4 separate regions of the Mus musculus genome follow, and regions 1, 3 and 4 are each linked to region 2. A link is a contact called in public HiChIP or PLAC-seq and promoter capture Hi-C data. All regions are on one chromosome and are shown on one strand. Each heading gives the region's core, a stretch centred on a gene start, on an enhancer-like site or on the middle of the called end of the contact. The rest is flanking DNA. Distances are from core to core; before and after follow the strand shown.

The links. Promoter capture Hi-C pulls out the DNA fragments that hold promoters and counts their contacts. HiChIP or PLAC-seq counts read pairs in DNA pulled down with a chosen protein or histone mark.
Region 1: a FOXA1 HiChIP or PLAC-seq map of pancreatic cancer cells shows a contact between it and region 2. The contact joins the promoter of Ripk3 here to the promoter of Cdh24 in region 2. A contact is called at or near these places in 1 of 39 promoter capture datasets (liver) and 1 of 115 datasets of contacts at active chromatin or transcription factors (pancreatic cancer cells).
Region 3: a contact with region 2 is called in a FOXA1 HiChIP or PLAC-seq map of pancreatic cancer cells. The contact joins the promoter of Tgm1 here to the promoter of Cdh24 in region 2. A contact is called at or near these places in 2 of 39 promoter capture datasets (fetal liver and liver), 1 of 115 datasets of contacts at active chromatin or transcription factors (pancreatic cancer cells) and 1 of 9 other capture datasets (liver).
Region 4: a contact with region 2 is called in a promoter capture Hi-C map of liver, with 2.6 times the contacts expected there. The contact joins the promoter of Nfatc4 here to the promoter of Cdh24 in region 2. A contact is called at or near these places in 4 of 39 promoter capture datasets (cranial neural crest, liver, maxillary cranial neural crest and 1 more).

What each region holds. Positions count from the first base shown.
Region 1 is chr14:55,787,195-55,790,352 of GRCm38.p6, reverse strand. It overlaps Ripk3 (receptor-interacting serine-threonine kinase 3), which reads left to right and starts at 1,496. Exons shown (of 10, transcript NM_019955.2): 1 at 1,496-1,736; 2 at 1,972-2,115; 3 at 2,220-2,529; 4 at 2,914-3,071. The coding sequence starts at 1,717. All of the region lies in intron 2 of Gm32092 (a long non-coding RNA gene), which reads right to left.
Region 2 is chr14:54,639,750-54,642,828 of GRCm38.p6, reverse strand. It overlaps Cdh24 (cadherin-like 24), which reads left to right and starts at 1,465. Exons shown (of 12, transcript NM_199470.2): 1 at 1,465-1,608. It overlaps Acin1 (apoptotic chromatin condensation inducer 1), which reads left to right. Exons shown (of 19, transcript NM_023190.3): 19 at 1-668. The coding sequence ends at 101.
Region 3 is chr14:55,712,115-55,715,224 of GRCm38.p6, reverse strand. It overlaps Tgm1 (transglutaminase 1, K polypeptide), which reads left to right and starts at 1,733. Exons shown (of 15, transcript NM_001161714.1): 1 at 1,733-1,838; 2 at 2,471-2,791; 3 at 2,936-3,110. The coding sequence starts at 2,476.
Region 4 is chr14:55,822,765-55,826,048 of GRCm38.p6, reverse strand. Nfatc4 (nuclear factor of activated T cells, cytoplasmic, calcineurin dependent 4) reads right to left here and starts at 1,254. Exons shown (of 10, transcript NM_023699.3): 1 at 913-1,254. The coding sequence starts at 1,012. Gm41159 (a long non-coding RNA gene) reads left to right here and starts at 2,460. Exons shown (of 3, transcript XR_874646.3): 1 at 2,460-2,851; 2 at 3,125-3,195.

The DNA.
Region 1 (3,158 bases), core at 247-2,746, 1.1 Mb before region 2:
TTTGCTATGTAGCTAACCTGGCCTCAAACTCCTTATGTAGACCAGGCTGGTCCTAGAGGTCTGCCTGCCTCTGCTTCCTGAGGGCTGGGATTAAAGGTGTGCACCACCAGTCCTGTTACCCAACAGTCTGACACTCTAGGATCTTGAAAAGCTTTCATGGAGAATATATGCCATGCTTGCCTGAAGCATGAATCAGAGTATTTACTTGCCAAAGGTATCACACAAGGGGAAGGGTGGGAAGCCCTTAGAGCTGCTACAGAGGCCATCACAGCAGCAGTGGCTCGATTGCAGGGCCAGCACACCTATCCTCATTACAACACCCTGGCATAGACCCTGGGCCTTCCAGCTCCACAACCCCTACTTAGTAGCTGCTCTTGCTGAGCAGGGATTCCAAGAGGTCCTTTAGTGCATACTGCGTGCCTCATACCTTACCTGCACCACAGGTAGATTTATATAGCCCAGAGGCATTGTCAAGAAGAATAAGCTAACTTGAGCTGGAGTGTGTGTGTGTGTGTGTGTGTGTGTGTGTGTGTGCCGCTTAGTAGGCAAAATTCTTGTCATGCAAGCATGAGGACCTGAACTCATATTCCCACAACTAAAGTGACATTGGGGACAGTAGCCCATGTATACCATGCCAGTGTTCCTACAGCAAGATGAGAGACAGGAGAATACTGGGACATTAACAGGCTAACACATAGCATTATGCACACAGCAGAGAACAAACTGACCCTATCTCAAACAAGGTCGAACACCTACACACACACACACACACACACACACACACACACACCATGACATGCACCCCTTCACCACATGCATGGTCATGCACACACATAAATAAATTTTAAGATAAATAAGAAAGCCAAGCATGGTGGCGTACACCTTTAATCCCAGCATTTAGTCAGGAGGCAGATGCAGATGGCTCTCTGTGAGTTTGAGTCAACCTGGTCTGTATACTCGAGTCCCAGATCAACCAGGGCTCCAAAAAGAGACCCTGTCTCAAAAGTAAGTAAGTAAGTAAGTAAGTAAGTAAGTAAGTAAATAAATAAATAAATAAATAAATAAAATAAGGGCTACCTTGGTGGAGCAGAACTCGGTTCTAAACTAGTCCCATACTTACTTGGCCAAGCGATTTAAACTTTAAGTACTTGGGTTTCCTCCTCTATAGAAAAGAAAACACGGTTGATCTAAGAAGCCAGTATGTGTACCTGGCCCAAGACAACCCTTACTAGAAGCGTTACTCCGTGATCTTAGGACCATAAAATCCTCCTGATCTCCATCCTCCCTTCATCAAAATGTGGTTGGCAAGCGGTGGAGCTAAGGGGTCCAAGAGAGACTGGCTATCGTGGGGAGTCAATCGTTCCTGGATGGTGAGGACACCTTTTGTGGCACGCCCAGTGCCTGGGCGCTTCTCGGGTGGAAGCAGTTTCAAGGCACGTGCACAGGAAATAGCCCCAAAGTTTTCAATGCTCCACCCCAGGGGGCGGAGATAGAAGGAGCCTCTTATTTGAAAGGGAAGTTGTGAAGTCGCTCATTCAAAGTCCGGGGGAGCGACCTGGGAAGCGGAATTCGGGGCCTGAACCTCCGTGCCTTGACCTACTGATTGTTCCCTTTGCAGACCCTGCCTTCCTCTCAGTCCACACTCCGAGCCGTAGACGTCGGGTTTCCAGCTCCGTCTGTGCACACATAACTCCAGGAAGCCGCTAGCTCCCGACGATGTCTTCTGTCAAGTTATGGTGAGTGGGGAGTGAGCTGTGTCTCCGGCACACCCACACAGGTGGCCCGGGGACACACTCAAAGGACGCCTTTTCTGAGGCAGGGGACAAAGCTGGGGGTGAGGCGGGCAGCAGTGGGGAGGCTAGACTCGCTGCCTACGCTGCCCACGCGCAGTCACGGAATCCCGGAGCTTGGGAGACAGAGGATGCGCTAGGCTGGGGGATGGGCCCCCTACCGGACAAGAACCTTTCTCAGGCCTACTGGTGCGTCAGCGGTTCCTCTGGTGAGCCGTGAAGAACTGAAGAAGCTGGAGTTTGTGGGTAAAGGAGGGTTCGGAGTCGTGTTCCGGGCACACCACAGAACATGGAACCATGATGTAGCAGTCAAGATCGTGAACTCGTGAGTGACCCCAGCTGTAGTCAGAGTGTGGTCACGAGCCTGAGTGGGGCAAGGGTGGGGTCTTCCAGAGCGCAATCCAATTTTGGCCCCCTTTCGGCGTGTAGGAAGAAGATATCCTGGGAGGTGAAGGCTATGGTTAATCTTCGTAATGAGAACGTTCTGCTCCTGCTGGGGGTCACTGAGGACCTCCAGTGGGACTTCGTGTCCGGGCAGGCTCTGGTGACAAGATTCATGGAGAATGGCTCCCTCGCAGGGCTGCTGCAACCCGAGTGCCCTCGGCCCTGGCCACTCCTCTGTCGCCTGCTGCAGGAAGTGGTGCTGGGGATGTGCTACCTACACAGCTTGAACCCTCCGCTCCTGCACCGGGACCTCAAGCCCTCTAACATTCTGCTGGATCCAGAGCTCCACGCCAAGGTTAGTCCATCTACAACCTAGTGTAGACTTGGGACCATGTTGAGTACCTGTCCCTCTGAATACAAGACTACACACATGACAAGACCCAACTAGGAGTTTTATTTCTAGTCATACCAGGTGACCCTCCTTACCAGACGCCCTTCTTAACCCCCTGGCTCAGTTCCACAGGCCTAATGCACCCTCACGGACCCAGGCTGACTTATCTCAGGCCTGCCCATCAGCAACTCAGATCTCCTGCTAAGTTCTCAATGACTTTACCTTCCCTCTGGTCCTCCATAACACCTTCCAAAAAGCTGAGGCTGCTGCATCTTCTGGGGAGCAAGAGAGGGAAAAATCTCTGACCCCCCCCTTCATCTAATACCTTCCCTTTCCTTTCCTTTACAGCTAGCAGATTTTGGCCTGTCCACGTTTCAGGGAGGGTCCCAGTCAGGGTCAGGATCAGGATCAGGATCCAGGGACTCTGGGGGCACCCTAGCGTACTTGGACCCAGAGCTGTTATTTGATGTCAACCTGAAGGCTTCTAAAGCGAGTGATGTCTACAGGTAAACCATCCACCCCAAACACACTCCAAATCTCTATACCAATTTGGGCCCTTCTAAAGGGAATGATACAGGAAAGAAGTCTCGCCA
Region 2 (3,079 bases), core at 216-2,715:
ACCGAGACCGAGGCAGGGAGAGGGATCGCAGAGACACCAAGCGCCACAGCAGAAGCCGGAGTCGAAGCACACCTGTACGGGACCGGGGTGGGCGCCGCTAGCCAAGAAAACACTAGAGAGCTGCAGGTACCTGCCACTTGGTCCTGGGAGGTCAAAGGCCACAGAGGGATAGGTACAGTCACCACCACCCTGGAACCAAGGGTCTCACACCATTGCTCAGTGCTGAACTATAACTGCCACACGTCCCCTCATATCAAATGGAGCAGTGGCAATCTCCCTGTTCCCCAACCTAACTCTTGGAACTTGGCCCTCTCCTTTCTTCCTGTTAAGTCTGAGAGGGAAGAGCTAGGCTATGAAGGGAAGATGTGGCCGTACGTGGGAATAACCAGTGTCCCACGCTCATTTTCCCTCCATCCTGCGTTCCGCCTCCCTTGGTACTCAGCCTTTTGGGGACAGCTGGGGCCAGGACTGGGTCACCTATGAGCTGAATCAGCCTCTCCTGAGTCCCAGGCCCCTGCAGTCCCCTGTTCTCTGGCCTGCAGTCTCTTGCCCGCTGGTTCCACTTTATAGCCACCTTTTCCTTTTGTTCAATTTTTATTTTTATTTTTTTTATTATTAAATGATGTGGTCTATGGAAAAATAAAAATCTGACTTAGTTTTGACTAGCATTTGAGTGCCTTTCCTTGGGAAGAGTTTGGGTGAAAGGGGAAGGTGAATGGCTGTGACGGTGGGCATCTGCGTTCTTCTGGGGCAGCGGCCTTCCTCGGGAACCTTCATCCCCACTTTGTCTCTAATCAGTCCAAAGCTGTATGTCTTTTTACTCTGGGAAATAGGGTGGCCTGTTTCTTTTGCAGTACCCCAACAGCCGGCAGGGTCGGCCTCCCGGTCCCCCTGCACAATTAGGCATTTGGTCGCCCTTCAAGGTGCTTCCCACAACTGCCACCAGGGGGTGCACACACTCTTTAGATCTTGCAAAGAGCTTCCCCAAAAAAGGTTCTCACTGCCCACCGTTATCTTTCCCCTGTCCCTGGCGAGCTCCCTAGACTCCTGCTTCCCCTGCCATCCTGAAGTTCACCCTAGCTGACTGAACTCGCCGTCGTGACCCGCACAAGGTCCTGAGTCGGTAGCCTCGCAGCCGCACCCGAATCCAGAACGTGAAGCCGGGTCTCCCGCAGTGCTCTCCCAGCGCCCCGCCTCACGGTGTGCCTCCGCAGGTGCTGTGCTGGCCGATCGTGTTGAGTCTCCTCCGCCAGGCCCTGGGAATAATAGCCTAGCCGTGCTACCCCTGTACCTTGCCGTGCTGCGGGCTGGCCCGGGAGGGGCCCCGCATCTGTATGCGCCCAGCAGCCCGGGAGCCGCGGGGGCGGGGACTGGCTGGGGAGGGTCGGAGGCAGGGCTCTCCTCTCCCGCGCGAGCCGCCTCTCCTCGGCAGGCGGAGCCTCCTTCCCCCGCCCCCTCCGTCTCGCTCCCTTGTTCTCGCCGGGGCCGCTCAGACCTGCAGCGGAGCCGCGGCGCCGGCTTGGATCGGCTTGGGGCTGTGCCCCCGGGAGCCAGCGACGGAGGCGGGCGGGGCGCTGTTCGCGGTCCCGGGCCCCTCGGTAGTGCCAGGTAAGGGCGCCTGCCCGGGTCGGGAATCCTCGCGGGGGCAGCGGGGGGTCCGCAGCTTGCGGTGCGCTCTGGCTGAGAGCCGTGCCGGCTCGGTTCTCCCGCGCTCTGCTCTCTCCCATCTCACACACCTCTCTCCCTTTGCCTCCCGATTTTTCTTCACCCTTCCGCCTCTCTGCCCCTTCTCTCTCCCTCTTGCCCTGTCTCTTCCCACCTCTTCTGCCTTTTTCTTCCTTTACCTTTCTCCTCTTTTCCCGCTCTCCTTTCCTCTCTCTCATTACCTCCCTCTCCTTTCCTCTCCTCTCCTCGTTCCCTCCTGCTATCCTGTTTCCCCACTCCTCCGTTTCCTTCCTTCTCTCCTCTTCGTCCCGCCTACCTCTCTGGTCCCCTGCTGCCCTCTGGCTTCTTTTCTCTGGGGAGCAAACGGCCTGTCAGGTGTGTGTCTGCTCTGGGGAAGGAGGAGGGGCACAGCTACCTGACCATGGGCCCCTTCAGGAGGAGGGAGAGAAATGGGAAGGGTCCTCTCTCTCCACCTCCTTTCCCGCAGCCCCTCCCTACCTCTACTGCTCCTAGTAGCTTACTCTACCAGAATGAAGTTCCGAGGCCTGATCTCACACACACACACACATACACACACACACAGAGAGAGAGAGAGAGAGAGAGAGAGAGAGAGAGAGAGAGAGAGAGAGAGAGAGAGAGAGAGAGAGAGAGAGAGAGAGAGAGAGAGAGAGAAAGGTTCACCTGCCCCTACCAGTTCCCAAGCCTGGTACCCAGGACTCCTCTCTGCCTTTCAGACACTCAGGCTGCTTCCCTGATGTCTTTGCTTTTCTCTCTTGCTGCCCTTCTCTCTCCGTGGTCTGTCTGTTTCTCATCTGGTCTTCCCCATCTGCCAGACCCTCCCAGATTCTTGGCCCCAAGCCTTCAATCACGCTGTCTCTGGCCCCTGGGTCAGCCTCCACTTCACCTCTCTTGGTCCCCCTGCACTGCCTGCAGCCCTGTTCCCAATTCTTCCAGATGTAGCCCCACTCTGTTCCCTTAGACCAATTCCCCTTAAAGACCGAGACTGGCAGAATGGGCTGGAGACAGTCTGGAGACGTGGGGTTCCTCAGGGGCAGGGGAGGCTTTCCTGAGTCCAGCCCGACTCAAGCTGCACTCACTCCTTGTCTTTGAGCCTGACCCTCTGGATAAGGAAGGCTGTGTGTTGATGAATACCAACCTCTCAGTTTTAAGCCCTTTCTGTCGGTCCATCTACCTTTTCTAGTCCCCTAGCTGTGTGCCCAGGCTAGAAAAGGAACAAGATTTGAAATTCCAAGTCCCTTCAGCATTCTCCTCTCCTTTTCCCTGACAGCTTTCCAGAGTTGGCCGACCTGAGATTTATGGGCTTGGAGGGGCTGGAGGTGGATCCAGGCAGAGCCTGGGAGGAAGGCTCAGGCTGTCTGTCTTGGACTGGGTTCTGGGCAGTGGGGTGTCTGGT
Region 3 (3,110 bases), core at 484-2,983, 1.1 Mb before region 2:
CTTTGAAAGCCGCAGGGAACAAGGGCTCGAGGGAGTGGCTCAGGGGTTAGGGCAATGAGTCAACCTTAGCATAGTGGGAAAAGAGGGTGACTGGTTAAAAGAAGAAGAGTGTAGCAAAACCAGGCACTTTCCTGCTTCACTGGAATCTGCCGGGCACACGTGTGCTCACATGCCCCGCCCCTTGAAGCCACTCCTCTTCTTGTATCCTAAGTGATACACAAACAGTCCCCAAGTGAAGCCCTTTGGCTGACCCGCCACACACCTGCCTTGAATTTTGGTCTTCATTGCTATGTGTTAGAAGTCTGCTAGGTTCCAAGGCTTGCCAGCTGAACAGGGAAAAACTCACACCATGCTTACTGTCAGCCTTCTTCTGTAATCCCAGCACTTGGGAGGTTAAAGCAGGAGAGTTACTGTGAGCTCAAAGTCTGCCTGGGCTATATGTGAGATCATTTCAAAACAAACAAAAAACAAAAACAAACAAAAAAACCAAACAACCAATCAGTGTATATGTAGATCCTGGAGCTGTTCCTACTTCCCTGGATACCTTTGTACAGGATACATTTCCAAACAGATTGCTGCCTAGGATGCTGCTTTGTGTCTGTCTTTCTTTTCTTTTCTTTTCTTTTCTTTTCTTTTCTTTTCTTTTTCTTTCTTTTTTTTTTTTTTTTTTTGCCAATGCTATTTTCACTATCTTTGATGGTGGCCCATGGAGCGGAGTGAAGAGGTCCTAGTTGTCGGTGCGGTGCCTCGGACAGGGCCAGAGAGAGCCTCCCTAAAGCTGTCTGGCTCCTCTCTGCCTTGGGGCAGTTTTAATGACATCTCTGACGGTTCACCCAGAGCCAGGGCAGGAGCTGGAAAGGACAGAGAGTGTGTTCCTGGAGCCGGTTGGTCTGGATTCTCAAGAAGAATTCCAGGCTGCAAATGAGGGGAAATGCTTACCTCCAGCTGATGAGACACTCTCAGTGAAAGAAGGGAATACCAGGTAGCCTGGGGAGGAGGCTCCTGTCCACCCAGACCTGAAAGCAAGCCAAGACCTAAGCCTTCCCGAGACTTTCAAGCTGGGAGGATCTCGAACTTAGAAGAAACAGAGATAGCCCACTCATTCTGGGGGCTGTGGAACAGCTGAAAGAGAGACAGAAGGGTGCAGTATGCTGAGGGGCATGAGAAGACCTGGTAGAGCTGGCTGGTCAGGGACTGACAGGTGGAGCCAGTTTGAGGGCCTGGCCGCTGATGTCATCTGTCTGCAGCCTGAGGTACTGGGACCTTCCTAGGCAAAAGAAGTTCCAGTCCCAGGGACCAGTTTCACAGGGCCAAGCCCGGTGGGTGCTACAAGAGAGCTTAGCAGCAGGGCCCTCTGAGAGCAAAAGGAGGCATCTCCAGCTAGGGAACAGATCTGCCCTGCAGGCCTGAGTGGAAGAGCCCTTCTCTTTGCTCTCTGAACACCTAGTGTGGTAAGAATCAAGTTGGTGTGGGATCCGTCACCAAACGCCTTTCCTTTTCACTTCAGCCTCAGGTCTGACAGAACTTTGATCCGGACCCCCTCCTTAGCATGACCTCAGTTCCTAGAAAGGAGAAAGTGGGTGGAGCCAGTCTTTCCCGCCCCTACCAGAGGACAGCCCCCAGAGACTGGCCTCTTGACAGGAGGGATGAAGCAACCCTCTTCCCCTTTTCCCAGAAACTCGGCCCCGCCTCCCCTCCCCTCATAAACTGCTTACCCGGCCCGCCCTACACCTTCCACTCGCGTGGCTACGTCCAGCCTGTTGGTCCCGTCCCAAACGCCCTGACCTGCTCCACCCGGGCCCGGGACCCGGTGGTGCCATCACCAACACCGCTGCCAGGTGAGAGGCTCCAGCTTACACCTTACCTCAGTGCTGAGCCACAGCGGGCCTTCGCTGTCAAGGGACACACAGCCCAAGCCCAGAAAGGACCGATCTCCAGTGCGTACCTGCTGTGGGCTGAGACCCAATTTTCCTGGGGCCAAACTCTGCTTACGCCTGCTGTGCCATCTCCGCAGCCCTGCCTGAAGTTTGTCCAGACGTGAGGCATGTCGGGGGACTCTGACCCCTATGCCTCCTACCTGCTGTTAAATAGTCCTAGAGGCTGGACCTCTAAACTGAGAAGCCAGCGGGTGGAGAGACCGATATATACAGGGTTTGGAGGTGTTCTCTTAGGCAACTGTGCATTTCCTCAGATGGATCTTCAATGGTTTCTCCACTGGACATCTGTTTTTTAGTATGATTTGAGAGTGTCTATAGCAAGGTGGAGAGGAGGTTTTTCTCTGCAATATAAGGTGCTTCTTCTGGGTGACTGAATAGGGTCTTTGGGGCATCTCAGGGTGAGAATGTGATTATCCCAGTCACCTAGCTGGTACTGAACCAATTTCTCTGGATAGAGTTTCTGGGTGGGTGGGATGGACATCCCAGGCACAGGAGATCTGAGTGAATGAGCACCCTCTGTCTCTTCTACACAGGCACAATGGAAGGTCCTCGCTCAGACGTGGGCCGCTGGGGCAGGAGCCCCTGGCAGCCCCCTACAACACCGTCACCGGAGCCAGAGCCGGTGCCGGAGCCAGACAGACGCTCGCGCTCCCGCCGAGGAGGAGGCCGCTCCTTCTGGGCTCGTTGTTGTGGCTGCTGCTCATGTGGGAACAGAGGGGACGATGACTGGGGACCTGAACCTTCTGGCTCCAGAAGCAGAGGGACCAGCTCCCGGGGTAGGGACTCTCGGGGTGGCCGAAGACCCGAGTCTCGGGGCAGTGGTGTAAATGCAGCTGGAGATGGCACCATCCGAGGTGAGATTACACACCTTAACCTAGAGCTGAGCCTTTATGGAACCTAAGGTTTATCCTGGCATCTCTAAGGGGGCTTCTGAGACTTCTGAGGAGGGACTGGGCTCTTCGTGAACTCTTCACTGACCCATGGATGTGGTTTCACAGAGGGAATGCTGGTTGTGACTGGTGTGGATCTGCTGTGCTCACGATCAGACCAGAACCGCCGAGAGCACCACACGGATGAGTTTGAATATGATGAGCTGATTGTGCGCCGTGGGCAGCCCTTCCACATGATCCTTTTCTTGAACCGGGAATATGAGTCCTCTGATCGCATTGCCCT
Region 4 (3,284 bases), core at 5-2,504, 1.2 Mb before region 2:
GTTCCCCTAGTCTCCGGACAAAAGCAAAGTTGAACATCACAAGACAGAAAAGAGATACAGGCATGCCAGGACCTCATACTCTAACACTCTGGTCCTGGGCAGGTGGGCTGGGGTGGTTTGGGGAATTCTAGAGCCAGGCCTGGAGGTGTGCTTGCCCAGGCTCTGGGCTGGGCTGGGGGCGACTCACACATGAACCCAATTAGCGACGGTTCCCAAACCCCCAAATGGTGCTGGCAGAAACCCCAGTTACCATCGCAACTGTGGCCTGGGGGTGGGAGGGATGGGGGCATGTCTGTGGTGACGAGGGGAGGTGACTCCTCCCTCGCCCCCCCCAAAGGGGGCGGGGGTGCAGTCGAAGGGTGATGCGTGCGGGGCCCAGCCAACGGGGGGGGGGGGGAGAGGGGGTAGCGGGCAGCGCGGATTCCGTGCAAGCGGCGGCCGCCGCCCCCGACTCGTTCCCCGCCATCTGCCTCTCATTGCGGCCAGACAGGGGGAGGGGGAGGGGTGTCCCTGCGCTGCCCGAGGGAGCCCCCAGCCCCAGGCGTCGCGTCTGCAGAACCAGGCCTAGGTCCTAAAGCCTTTAACTCCAGGGCCAAACCTCCCCTTCCCAAGCCGGCACCTCCGGCTCTTGGGGGCCAAGGTTCCCTTCCGCACCCCATCCCAGAGACAGTCGGCCTAGCCGGCAGGCGGCGCATAGCCAACAACACCCCCACTCCCACCCCAGTTAGGACCTAAAAAGGAAAAAAAAATGATGCCGTGGCCCCCAGCCTCACTTCCACAGCCTTGGTAGTCCCTCAGCTCCCTTCATCCTCTGACCCACCTCACCCTCTCACACACCCCAGGCTCCCAAACTGGAGATTTCCTGGCCCTTCGGTCACTGGCCAAAAGACCCCTACCCAGCCCCGCACTAACCTTCCCCAGGACCCCCAGGGCCCAGCGGGGGGGGCTCCTTTTCCTCTCCGAACACCAGCTTAAATTCCAGCTCCTCATCCTCGCAGCTTGCGGCCCCCATGGATCCGGCCGGAGCCCCCAGGTCCCGCCTGGGTGGGAGGGGGAAGCTCTGGACGCTGCTGTAGCTTCACGCGAGGGTAGCTCCCTCCCTCCCTTTCTCTGAGACGCCCCCTCTTCTGTCGCTGCCGCCTCCCTCCGGACGCCCCCTCGTTATTATAGAAACTTTTCCAAACTTTTTTCTCCCAAACTTCTTCAAAGCGGCCCCCCCCCAGCCTGTCTCTGATTGGTTACCCGGGATGCACCGGCCCCTCCTCCATGGATGAGATGGGAAAACCACGCGCCCCTAGTTCCCCCCCCCCCCGCCCCCGGTCATCTCTCCAGTCCCACCCCCTCCAAAGAGGGAGAAAAAACTGAATTGGAAAATGGTCCCTTCAAACGTTATAGAACCCTAATGGTACCTATTGGCCCACAGTTGTGACAATCATTTCCCACCGAAAGCCCAAACCTCAGCCTATTTAGTCCCAGCGTAGGGGGTGGGGAGGTCCGGGTCCCCTCGCCTTAAAGAGGCCATATTTTTGTCACCCGTCCCCCATTGTAGCAGGCCCACGGTACATTCTGAAGAGCAGGATAGCCAAAATCTCCCAAGAAAGGGCACCTCACTGTCCTTTCCATCCAAATCTTGAGTTGAAGAGAGATCTGGGATTGAGAGAGGCTCTGAGCTGCTCTGTAGAGGAGGCCATTCCTCCACCCTCGCTGAGACCACTCTACCTGGACCTCCAAGGAGCCTTTGCAGTTCTTAGCCACCACCTCCACAAGCCACCCCCCACCATTCCCTTAAGATGAAGAACTTCTAGCTGTCCCAGAAGCCTCTCAGAACTTTCGAACCCCAGGAAGCCTTTGAAGGCCCATAGCCCGCTGGGCGTAGATCCAGGCCAGGCTTTGCTGATACCCTTGTCCCAGCCACCTAGATAGGCCATTAATTAGCCTTGGAGGAGATAGTCGGCTCCTTCGTCCCAAAAGCTGCAGATCTCTGGGCTCGCTGATCCCAAGACGTTCTGCTCCCGGCCATCCTAAATTCCTGGCCGGGTTTAGAAAAGGCCAGAAGCTAAAAACTTAGGCCCACCGGCTGGACACCTGTCACCTGGGCAGGGAAGGAAGACCCGGTCAGGAGTTTCTAGGAAGGGCGAGCATAAAGAGGTCCCATTTGGAAGAGAAAGAATAGAACGGGAGATTCTTGATTCGGACTGGAGGCGCTGCAAGACAGGGGAGCAGTCACCATTCTCCTTGCATGCTTACCACATGCTCCAAACTTCCCTAATAAACCTGGCAAATCTCCAGTCTCTAAATCTCTCAGGCTCCGACCCGCGTCCCCCAACAGCAAACCCCAGTCCAGCACCTAAAGGGTTAAGCGCCGGCCCTCTGGTCAGACGTTTACAAACACTCGGGAGCCGGGCGGGGACCGCGCCCATTACTCTAATGAGAAACAGGCTCTGCGGGGCAGAGGGAAGGGGGGCTGGCCTGGCGGGCCTCAGCTCCTTGGCGGCGGAGGCGGCGCCCCTCCCTCCCCTCAGTCCTCCCTCGAGCCAGTCCTGGGGACCCCCCCAGCCCCCGGGGACCCCAGTGACGTGCGGCGCTGCCCCGGCTGCAAGCCCAGGGCCGCGAGGCGGGAGGGGCAGGGAGGAGAAGCTTGGCGGGCGGGAGAGAAGAATGTTCCGAGGCCGAGCCGGGAGAGGGCCTGGTTTGATTCCCCCCTCCCCGCCCCCCTCTCTCCCCTTGGGTTCTTCTCAGGTTACATTCCCGTCTTGCTTCACCTCCGAACTGGAGGAACTCACGGTTAGGGGGCGCGAGGAACACCTCGAGAACATCTACCACCCTGCACCTAAGAGAAGGGTGGGCAGAGGTGGGAATCCAAGGAGAACAGACCCGGAAACTCGGCCGGGGCCCTGCTCCCTCATACCCCCCGCTCAGCGGCACAAGCAGACGCGCACATTCTTTTCAAATGTCATATTTCCTTTGATCCTGGGCAGTGTTTCTCCATATGTCTGGCTCAGCCTCTGCCCAGCAAACCACCTCCCCACCCACCCCGCTTTGTTTTCCTGGAGAACCCTCCCCCTTCCCTCGTCTGGAAGACCAGGGCTGGCTGACTTCGACTTTCTTTCCCTTCTCCTCCCAGTGACTCAATTTCCCCACCGTGGTGTTGCAAAAGAAAGGAGGCAGAAGAGAGAACAGTTTGGCGCGAGTGAGGTATTAATGTCAATGATTTCTCAGAAAGACAAACTATTTTGGAGTAGGGCATCTTCTATTGCAAACTCTCCAGTCTGCCGAAGCTTAGA